Linked DNA regions of Mus musculus: region 2 is linked to region 1. The links are chromatin contacts, called in public Hi-C maps. All regions are on one chromosome and are shown on one strand. The core of a region is the stretch at or near the end of the contact, and the rest is flanking DNA. Distances in the headings are between cores, read along the strand shown.

Region 1 (4,684 bases), core at 872-3,371:
GATTTATTATACAACCCTCAAACCACCTTGGTTATGACAGTGACCATTGCTTATTCCATGTGCGTTTGAACCTCATTGTGAAGAGAGGTCACCAGAAAATGGGGACTTTTGTTGTCAGGAAGATGACTCAAGGTTTTGATGACAAAGGTCTTTCGTTCTCCAACAATTATCAGTCAAAACTCTGAGTTTTAAATCTGAGCTAGGGTTGGTGCTGCACGCTGGATGTCAGTGGAGTTGAGAATCGAGCACAGAAGAGTAACCTCATGACAGAGCAGAGAAAATGAACGTGGGTCGCATACACAGATTCATGGCTGTCTTATTTATTGTATACAGGAGTCCTCTGGATGGAGGGAACTTATTTCCATGAAAGCATGGGATAGTTGTACCCGAAATAAACCACACTTCAAGAAGAGACACTCTGCATCTAACGAGATGATCATGTGGTTTTTGTCTTTGAGTTTGTTTATATAATGGATTACATTGATGGATTTTCATATATTAAACCATCCCTGCATCCCTGGAATAAAACTTACTTGGTCAGGATGGATGATTGCTTTAATGTGTTCTTGGATTCAGTTAGCGAGAATTTTATTGAGTATTCTTGCATCGATATTCATAAGGGAAATTGATCTGAAGTTCTCTATCTTTGTTGGATCTTTCTGTGGTTTAGGTATCAGAGTAATTGTGGCTTCATAGAATGAGTTGGGTAGAGTTCCCTCTACTTCTATTTTGTGGAATAGTTTGTGCAGAACTGGAATTAGATCTTCTTTGCAGGTCTGGTAGAGCTCTGCATTAAACCCATCTGGTCCTGGGCTTTTTTTGGCTGGGAGTCTATTAATGACTGCTTCTATTTCTTTAGGGGATATGGGACTGTTTAGATCATTAACTTGATCCTGATTTAACTTTGGTACCTGGTATCTGTCTAGAAATTTGTTCATTTCGTCCAGGTTTTCTAGTTTTGTTGAGTATAGCCTTTTGTAGAAGGATCTGATGGTGTTTTGGATTTCTTCAGGATCTGTTGTTATGTCTCCCTTTTCATTTCTGATTTTGTTAATTAGAATGTTGCTCCTGTGCCCTCTAGTGAGTCTGGCTAAGGGTTTATCTATCTTGTTGATTTTCTCAAAGAACCAACTCCTCCCATAATTAGCCTCCAAACGATGACACCATTGCATACACTAGCAAGTGTTTGTTGCAAGGACCGTGATATAGCTGTCTCTTGTGAAACTAGGCCGGGGCCTAGCAAATACAGAAGTGGATGCTCACAGTCAACGATTGGATGGATCACAGGGCCCCCAATGGAGGAGCTAGAGAAAGTATCCAAGGAGCTAAAGAGATCTGCAACCCTGTAGGTGCAACATTATGAACTAACCAGTACCCCGGAGCTCTTGACTCTAGCTGCATATGTATCAAAAGATGGCCTAGTTGGCCATCACTGGAAAGAGAGGCCCATTGGACAGGCAAACTTTATATGCCCCAGTACAGGGGAACGCCAGGGTCAAAAAATGGGAATGGGTGGGTAGGGAAGTGGGGGGCGGGGGAGGGTGTGGGGGACTTTTGGGATAGCGTTGGAAATGTAATTGAGGAAAATACGTAATAAAAAAAATATTTAAAAAAAAAAAAGAAGAGATATTCCTTGGAAAGTGACTTCCATGTTGGAAAAGGGGTAGGTGAGACACACTGGGGGATGAAGGAGATGCGGATGACTGAAGAATGTGGTGGATCATAGCAGAGCATGGACTAGAAATAGGAAATGGACCCAATGTAAGAAAGGCTTCTATCTTAAGTTGGGTTCTCTCGAACCAGATGCTGAGACGATTTGTGGCCAGGTGTTTACGGTTTGTGCTTCCAAGACTAGAGCCTATAAGGAGAGGAGGGTGTTTAGCTGGAACTGCTTTCAATAAAGGCCTTTGTGTACTGTACAGACTGATGGGGGCTTCTGCCCCTCCACTCTCGGGGCCAGGACTCTGAGAGTCTACCTGAGAGACTCAGCTATAAGACCAGCAGCTCATACTCTGTTCCTCGAACTGGAAAGGGAAACTTTGGGCTGTTGCAGGTACCTTGATGTCTGCCCTGTGTATGGCCAGAGGTCAGTGACTCAGAGGGTGAATGTGCAACAAGGCAGGCAGCTGGGCTTGTGGCCAGGGGACATGGCATGGAGGCTGGGGGTTTGAAGGTTTTCTTAGGAATGAACTCTGGTGGAGAAACTGGGTAAGCTGAACCACACCGGTCTGTGTGAGGTGTCCTCTTTTAGAGCAGCTCAGTTATCTTATCAGCCACTCTCTAGGATACTCATTCCAACACTCCTGGTTGTCTTTGGAAACAGAAAACAGGCAATAGTATAAACGAATGAATGTATACGTCTGTGGCCTAGGAAAATCCTTGCCCCTTTTAAGAGTGTCCAAGTACTAATGTTTACAAAAGCTCTCTATGATTATATTATATTTCACTGACTGTTTCTCAGTCAGTACTTGAATGTAATATTCCCACCTAAGAATGACACTTCTTTAATTCCACAAACCATGTTCCTGTGTCAGGCCACCACAAGGGATGCCAGCTGCAAAGGGTTACATTCTCTTTCATATGTGACTATATTCTGTATATCTAAATCACTAAACTCACCTATAAAGTGACATTTTAAATATTTACCAGAAAGACCAAGTGGATTTAGGAAAACTGCATGCTGTCTGGGTGAATCGGATGACAGGAGTATGCACTTAGTGTTTAGATGTCCAGTCTGATCTCCACCGTGAATCACTCTGGCTCTACTTCTCCGCCCAGTATCTGATCCTGAGAAGATCCTGAGAAGCAGCGGAAATGACTCTCGGTCAGATCCTTTCACTGGAAAGATGAATCATGCTAATTCATAAAATACCACTCTGAGCTCTGGCCTGACAGTTTAATAGCTTTTTCCTTTAGTCAGTTGGTGTAAGAATCTAATTTTGAGCCTATTCATTTATCCTAAAAGGTCAATGTAATTTCCTGAGAGGCCCCGTGGTCCTGCTTCTAACACAGCACTAATGCTAGCACCAAGTTGTGAAAAGATAAAGCTCGCAGATGTCTCTCTTGCTGACTACTGAACATCTGTTCAGATCCACAGGTACAAAGTCTTCACCTGAGCGTCACGTGAGCCCTTTGTTCTTATATCACAATTAAACTATATGCCGTGTCTTCCCTGTCCTCTAGAAACTCTCTTTCATTTGGTCTGCCACACTTGCTTTGATCATGTCCCCCATCAATGCATCCAAATAGCCTACAGTTGTTCACCTGAGGCTAACCCCCAGATAGACCTCCCAGGGTACTCTTCTCATGATAACCTGTGAGGCTTCCACTCAGCCAAGTTGACATTTTTCCCTAGCTAGGACTTGCACATCTATGCACACCTGCACACCTTGTACTCTGTATTGCATCAAAAGGTCATCACCTGTCCTGAGGAAAGCCTTTCAAACGGAAAACATTATGAAGAACAATGGTACAAGAGGCAGTGTTTCCAACTGGAGGCTTGGTAGGAGGAGTGTCTAAAAGAGACTGTTGCAGTTCTTCCTAGTTCTTTCTTTTATACTGTTGAAAATAGGGTGAATCATTTCCTTGATGTGAAAAGGCTTGCTGGAATTATATGCTTCGATGAACTCTGGTATTACATTGTTTTACATTATAAGGATTAAAACACATCACCTGGTGAGACAAGACTCTGATTGTGAAAAATTATACCAGAAACAGCTAACTACAATTGCAACTACTTCAATATCGGAAAAGGAACAAAATATTCTGACTGAAGTGCTTAGAAAGAAACAGCATTTGGTTTGGGCATTGGAACAGAAAGAAGAATAGGAGATCTGAAAGGAGTCCTAAGAGGAACAGAGCCTGAAGATTCCTGGGGAGGTGTGCCCTCAGTAGCTGTGTTGGAGGATGCAGAGTTAGGGTGAGAAGTGATCCGGGATAATGAATGGTACTCGGGGGACAGGGGACTTTGATGCCATGGGAAGGATTTCCATTTTGCTCTTAACAGAGAGACCTGTTGAGAGTGTTTTGAGTGGGTCTGATTTGTAGCTTTGTTACTCAGCTGTGGGAAGGAGTATCTGAAGAAGCTCAGGCATGAAGAAAAGAGTGGGACAGAGGGTGGTCAGGGCTGCCTCACTTGGACTATAAGAAGACAAGCTTGGGAAACACTGCATTCTCGCAGTAGGGAAGTCTTACAATGGGTTGTATATGGCAGAGGGGAAAACAGTTGAAAAGATCATAAGGTTTCCTATTTCAGCACAACAACAAGCCCCAAATGGTCCCCATTGATTCCCCACTCCTTGGCTTCACCCACACTCATATGGGTCCTTCCCTAACCGAACAAGGGTTATTCTCTTTGGCCAATTGAATATGCCAGAAGCGATGATGTGCCTCCATTGACATTTTGATGAGAGCCAGAGCCTGAACTACTCAGCCAAGTTTCCCAGACTCCTAACACTCAGAAAAAAAAACTTCTAAGTTTTCAGAATTTGTTATGCAACAGCAGACACCAAATACTTTGGATGACTAGGACAATTTTGATTAACTATGAAACAAAGCAGAGGAAATGGGAACTAGTTATATCAAAGGAATGAAACTTTCTGTTTTTAGAACATACTTTGGCTGTGACAGCTTCCTGCTCCCTCCCTGCTCCTCGGGGATCTGGGGATGGACACAGACTAGGAAT
Region 2 (4,684 bases), core at 793-3,292, 49 kb after region 1:
AGCAAGAAGATATGAACAGGACGGAAAAAGTGCTTCACTGTTTTCATACTCAGCTCTGACAGTGAGAGAGACATGAAGAAAGAGTTAGAGCTGACAGCTGATCAACCTCAATATCTAGGCAATGCCATCGAACAGGTTACTATGAAAAAAGATTATCTGCTGGGAGCCGGCTCCTAGCAGAAAGCAGCTCTCATCTCTGCAGCCATCTCAGGTTATTTATTACATCTCAGGTTATTTATTACATCTCAGGTTATTTATTACATCTCAGGTTATTTATTACAGGTTGGTACTTTTCCATCCTGACGAGAGACTTGTTTTCCTAGCATGATGTTTTTGCAAGCAGCCCACCACAACTGAACACACTCTGATAACATGCCGTTTTTCTCAGACACATCCTGGACTTACGGTTTAGTACTGCAAGGTACTTGTTGTTAAGTGTCTCCAGCTGCACTCCCCAGCTTGTGCTTATATACTGATAATTGCCTTTTAATAAACAAGACTTGATCAGACAGACTGTCTTGTCTCCATTCTTCGAGTCTCTTGCCCCTCCATCTCCCCTCTCTCCCTTTCAGATCCTGTTGACTGACCAGCGGGTTGGGTCAGTTATCAGCAGTGAAAGATGGAAAAAGTGCTGAGTCCCCAGAAACCCACCATTACTCTCAGTGCCTACCAGCAAAAGTGCATTCAGTCTATCCTAAAAGAAGAGGGTGAACACATAAGGCAAATGGTGAAGCTAATCAATGAAATCATGCCAACTTCTGACACCACCTGAACACAACTGAAGGCTTACAAACCCATGCTTTAAAAAACACAGGTAGAACTATCTAATTTATGAAGAAAAATGACTATATTGCCAAATATGACCTACAGATTCACTACATCCACTAAGAAAACTTCTACTTTCACAGAATTATGAGAGTTAAGCCTTGAATTCATATGAAAATCTGAAATACCTTGAATAGTCAAATCAATTTTTAGCAGAAAATGCAATACCAAAGGTTTGGCAATAAATAACATCAAGTTACATTACAGAGTTATAATAACAAAACAGCCAGGTAGTCGCACAAAAATAAATGTGTAGACCAAAGGATAGAAAAGAACCCAGAAATTAACCTATATAGCTATGGCCACCTGATTTTTGACACCAGTACATGTAAAAATATCCATTAATGAAATGACAGCCTCTTTAATAAATTGAGCTGAGAATAGTTGCTGTTTCGACACTTGGGCTACTCTCCCAGGGAGAGTAAGACACGAATGGCCAGGCCCAGCCGCAGCCAAAGCCAGACACAAAGAGAGGGGCCAGCACCAGCTCCTTGTCATCTTTGACCTCCAACCAGCAGCCCAAGAAAGAAGGCAACACCCCCAAGAAGAAGGAGAGTAAAGTCAGCATGAGCAGAAATTCGAAGCTCCTCTCTCCCAGCACCAAGAGGATCCAGAAGGAGCTGGCAGGCATCACTTTAGACTCTCCGCCAAACTGCAGCACTGGCCTCAAGGTGATAACATCTATGAGTGGAGATCAAGCACTCTGGGTCCTCCAGGGTTTGTGTATGAAGGTGGAGGATTCTTCCTTGACATTACTTTTACACCAGAGTATCCTTTCAAGCCTCCAAAGGTTACATCTCGTACAAGAATTTATCACTGTAATATTAATAGCCAAGGAGTTATTTGCTTGGACATATTGAGAGACAACTGGAGCCCAGCACTAACCATCTTGAAAGTCCTCCTTTCTATCTGCTCACTCCTTACAGACTGCAATCCTGCTGACCCTTTGGTGGGAAGTATTGACACTCAGTATATGACCAACAGAGCAGAACACGACAGAATGGCTAGACGGCAGACCAAGAGATATGCTACATAAACTGGGTTTTTTCAGTTCTTACATAATTTGTCTGTCACAGAAGAGAGCTGTTTATGAGTTTTGAAAGTATGGGAGTGGGAGTTGGTAAAGAGTAGGGTATTTCTATAACAGATATTATTCAGTCTTACTTTTCAGGATTGTTGTAACTTACAGTATCAAGGGAGTGTGGGAAGCCGTTGCAGAGTGGCAGTTACAGAGTGGCAGTTACAGAGTGGCAGTTGCAGAGTGGCAGTTGGCTACTGCTGGTCACCACACATACATAGGCAGTAAAGGTTCTTTTGCCAAGATGAGGTTTTGAGAATTGACCAAAGTTAACCAATCAGATGAGAGACAAGTTAACCAATCAGATGAGAGACAAGTTAACTAATCAGATGAGAGAGAACGCCTCTCCTAGGCCTATATAGGCTACAGTAGACAAACTGGTAATAGTGACTTTTAGAGCTGAAACTTTGAACTTTTAGAGCTGACTTTTAGTACACCAGGAAAGAATGCCTGTGTAGACACTTGTGCTCCATTGATTGTAGTCTAATATACTTTCAAAATCAGCTTAAATTTGTATAGGTTACACACATGGTCATTTATGTAAAGTCCAATTTTTTGGTTCAAAAAAATTGGAATTTGTTTTTTCCTTCTTAGAAGGAAACAATGGTATTTTAAAAGTTTGCAAAGATGAGTTTGTTACCTCATATATGTAAAATGGATACCTGGCTACAAGACACCATGTAGTTAATGTATTTTATTTTATATGCAAATTACTCTGAGGGTTGAATCAGGATTTGTGGAAACCTGTAGTGAAATACCTTAAGCTGTTGCAAAGATGAGTCTACTGTAAGTGTGGAACAGGAACTGTTCAGTTGATTGGTTAATTTAGATTTCTTATGTCTGTATTTGTTACTGTGCTAATAAACAATATTAAGAACAAAATAAATAAATAAATTGAGCTGAGGAAACTGGATTTCTGTATGTAGAAGAGTGAAAGTAGACTTGTATTTCTCATCCTGCAGAAATATCTATCCAAAATGGATCAAGTATTTCAATGTAAGATGTTGGGGGTTGGTTTGGTGCTGCTTGTATCCATATGCTAAATTCTGTACCCCGAGATCTGGTTGCCACAAAAGGCTCATGTATATCAGCCTTTGTTGTACAAAACCTTACTCCCCAATTAAAGCAATATTGGTTAAATAAAACTGGCAACAGCCAATCACTTGGGAGGAATAGAAAGAGGTGAAGTTGGAGTTACCAGGCTGGGGGGGTCTCACTCAAGTAGAGATAAAAAGGAGGAGAAAGGAGAAAAAGGAGAGAGAGAAAGCAAAGGAGCACAGAGGAAGTAAAGACAGAACAGGGGGCCTCCATTAGCCATGATGGACCAGCAGCATGTACCCCTAGTGAAATGCCTCCCCAGGACACCAGACTGCTGGAACAGAAATAACCCAGTTAGATTCAAACTGCGACTATTTGGTGAGCATAGTTGAGGAAATAGCCAGTCTAGTCTTAGAGTAATCCCCTAGTAATTGTGTAGAGCCTAATAAGTGATAGTTTGAGTCTCATTCATTTGAACTAGATGGAAATAAGCATAACTCATATTAATTTACAGTAAGATATAAAAGCTTGAAACAGAGGAAGCATAGCAAAAACATTTCATTATATAGTTATAGGCATTTTTTTCTCAAAAACATTCTAATTGCTCAAGAAATAATTCCCAAAACTGACAAATGGGAATACATGAAATTAAAATCCTTCTGCAAAGTAAAGAAGAAGAAAACAACAACAACAACTGCAAAATAACACCCCCCCCCCCACACACAACTAAAAAACAAAAAAACAACCCAGCGGTATGAAAAGAACCTACAGCATGGGCAAAAATACCTTCCTAAAATACACATCAGACAGGTGATTTATGTGTAGTTATATAAAGAACTATAAAAATTAAATGCAAAAAAGCCAAACCATGCAATTTAAAAATAGGCCAGCAAATTGGATACATAGTTCTCAAAAACAAGAGAAACAAATTGCTGAGAATACTTGAAAAAGTGTTCAGCATCCTTAGCCATCAAGGAGGTGCAAATTTCAACTGCTTTGAGATAGATTCCAACTTGCTTGTCAGAATGGCTGTCATCAAGAAAACACAGGACAGTGAATTTAGTGAGGATGCCAAAGAGGAAAAATTGTTTACTGAGGTGGGAATAGAGACATGTATAGCTGCTGTAGAAATCAGCATGGTGGTTCCTCAAAGAACTAAACATAGAACTGCTGTATGTTTAGCTCTGCCACTCGGGTACATATCTAAAGGAATCTACGTCAACATACTACAGAAATATTTGCACCTGTTTAGAGACTTAGCATTCACAACAGCCATGATATAAAACCTGTGTACATATCCATCAACAGATGAATATAGGAAATCTGGTATGTATACATAATGGAATTTTATGAAGTCATACAGAAAAATGAAATCGTGACATTTGTAGGAAAATGGGTGTAACTTGAAGTCACTATGTTGAATAGAATAAGCCAAACTTAGACAAATGCATGCTTTATTGTGGATACTATATTTATATGTGGAGATATATATATATATATATATATATATATATATATATATATATACCTACATACACACACACACACACACATATATATATATTTGTCACAAAACTAGGAAGGGCATGATGGGAAGGAAGAGTTCTTAAGCAAGCTGGGAAGAGAAATGAGAAATAGAGATAACAATGAATGTTAGTATAAGAAAGGAGACTTGGAGGCTAATTAGGAAAAGGGACAGAACCAGCTAGAGAGATGTCCTGTATGTGCCACCTGCAAGAGCCT

Evidence for each region. A called contact is a pair of places that touch in the nucleus more often than the background predicts.
Region 2: a contact with region 1 is called in a Hi-C map of the N1E-115 cell line, with 4 times the contacts expected there. The contact joins the promoter of 4930401C15Rik here to the enhancer-like site in region 1. A contact is called at or near these places in 1 of 484 Hi-C or Micro-C datasets (the N1E-115 cell line), 2 of 115 datasets of contacts at active chromatin or transcription factors (both in embryonic stem cells) and 1 of 9 other capture datasets (embryonic stem cells).

The regions. Positions count from the first base shown.
Region 1 is chr10:25,786,055-25,790,738 of GRCm38.p6, forward strand. It overlaps 4930401C15Rik (RIKEN cDNA 4930401C15 gene), which reads right to left. Exons shown (of 5, transcript NR_045349.1): 3 at 2,647-2,798. Among named protein-coding and RNA genes, the nearest start is that of 4930401C15Rik, 49 kb to the right of the region's middle. Within about 2 kb of position 2,122, at least 35 of the 459 cell types and tissues checked have an H3K27ac peak or open chromatin away from gene starts, as enhancers often do. A contact at or near this core is called in the N1E-115 cell line, where this site is marked.
Region 2 is chr10:25,835,395-25,840,078 of GRCm38.p6, forward strand. It overlaps 4930401C15Rik (RIKEN cDNA 4930401C15 gene), which reads right to left and starts at 2,043. Exons shown (of 5, transcript NR_045349.1): 1 at 2,013-2,043. It also overlaps the pseudogene Gm19801 and the pseudogene Gm6906.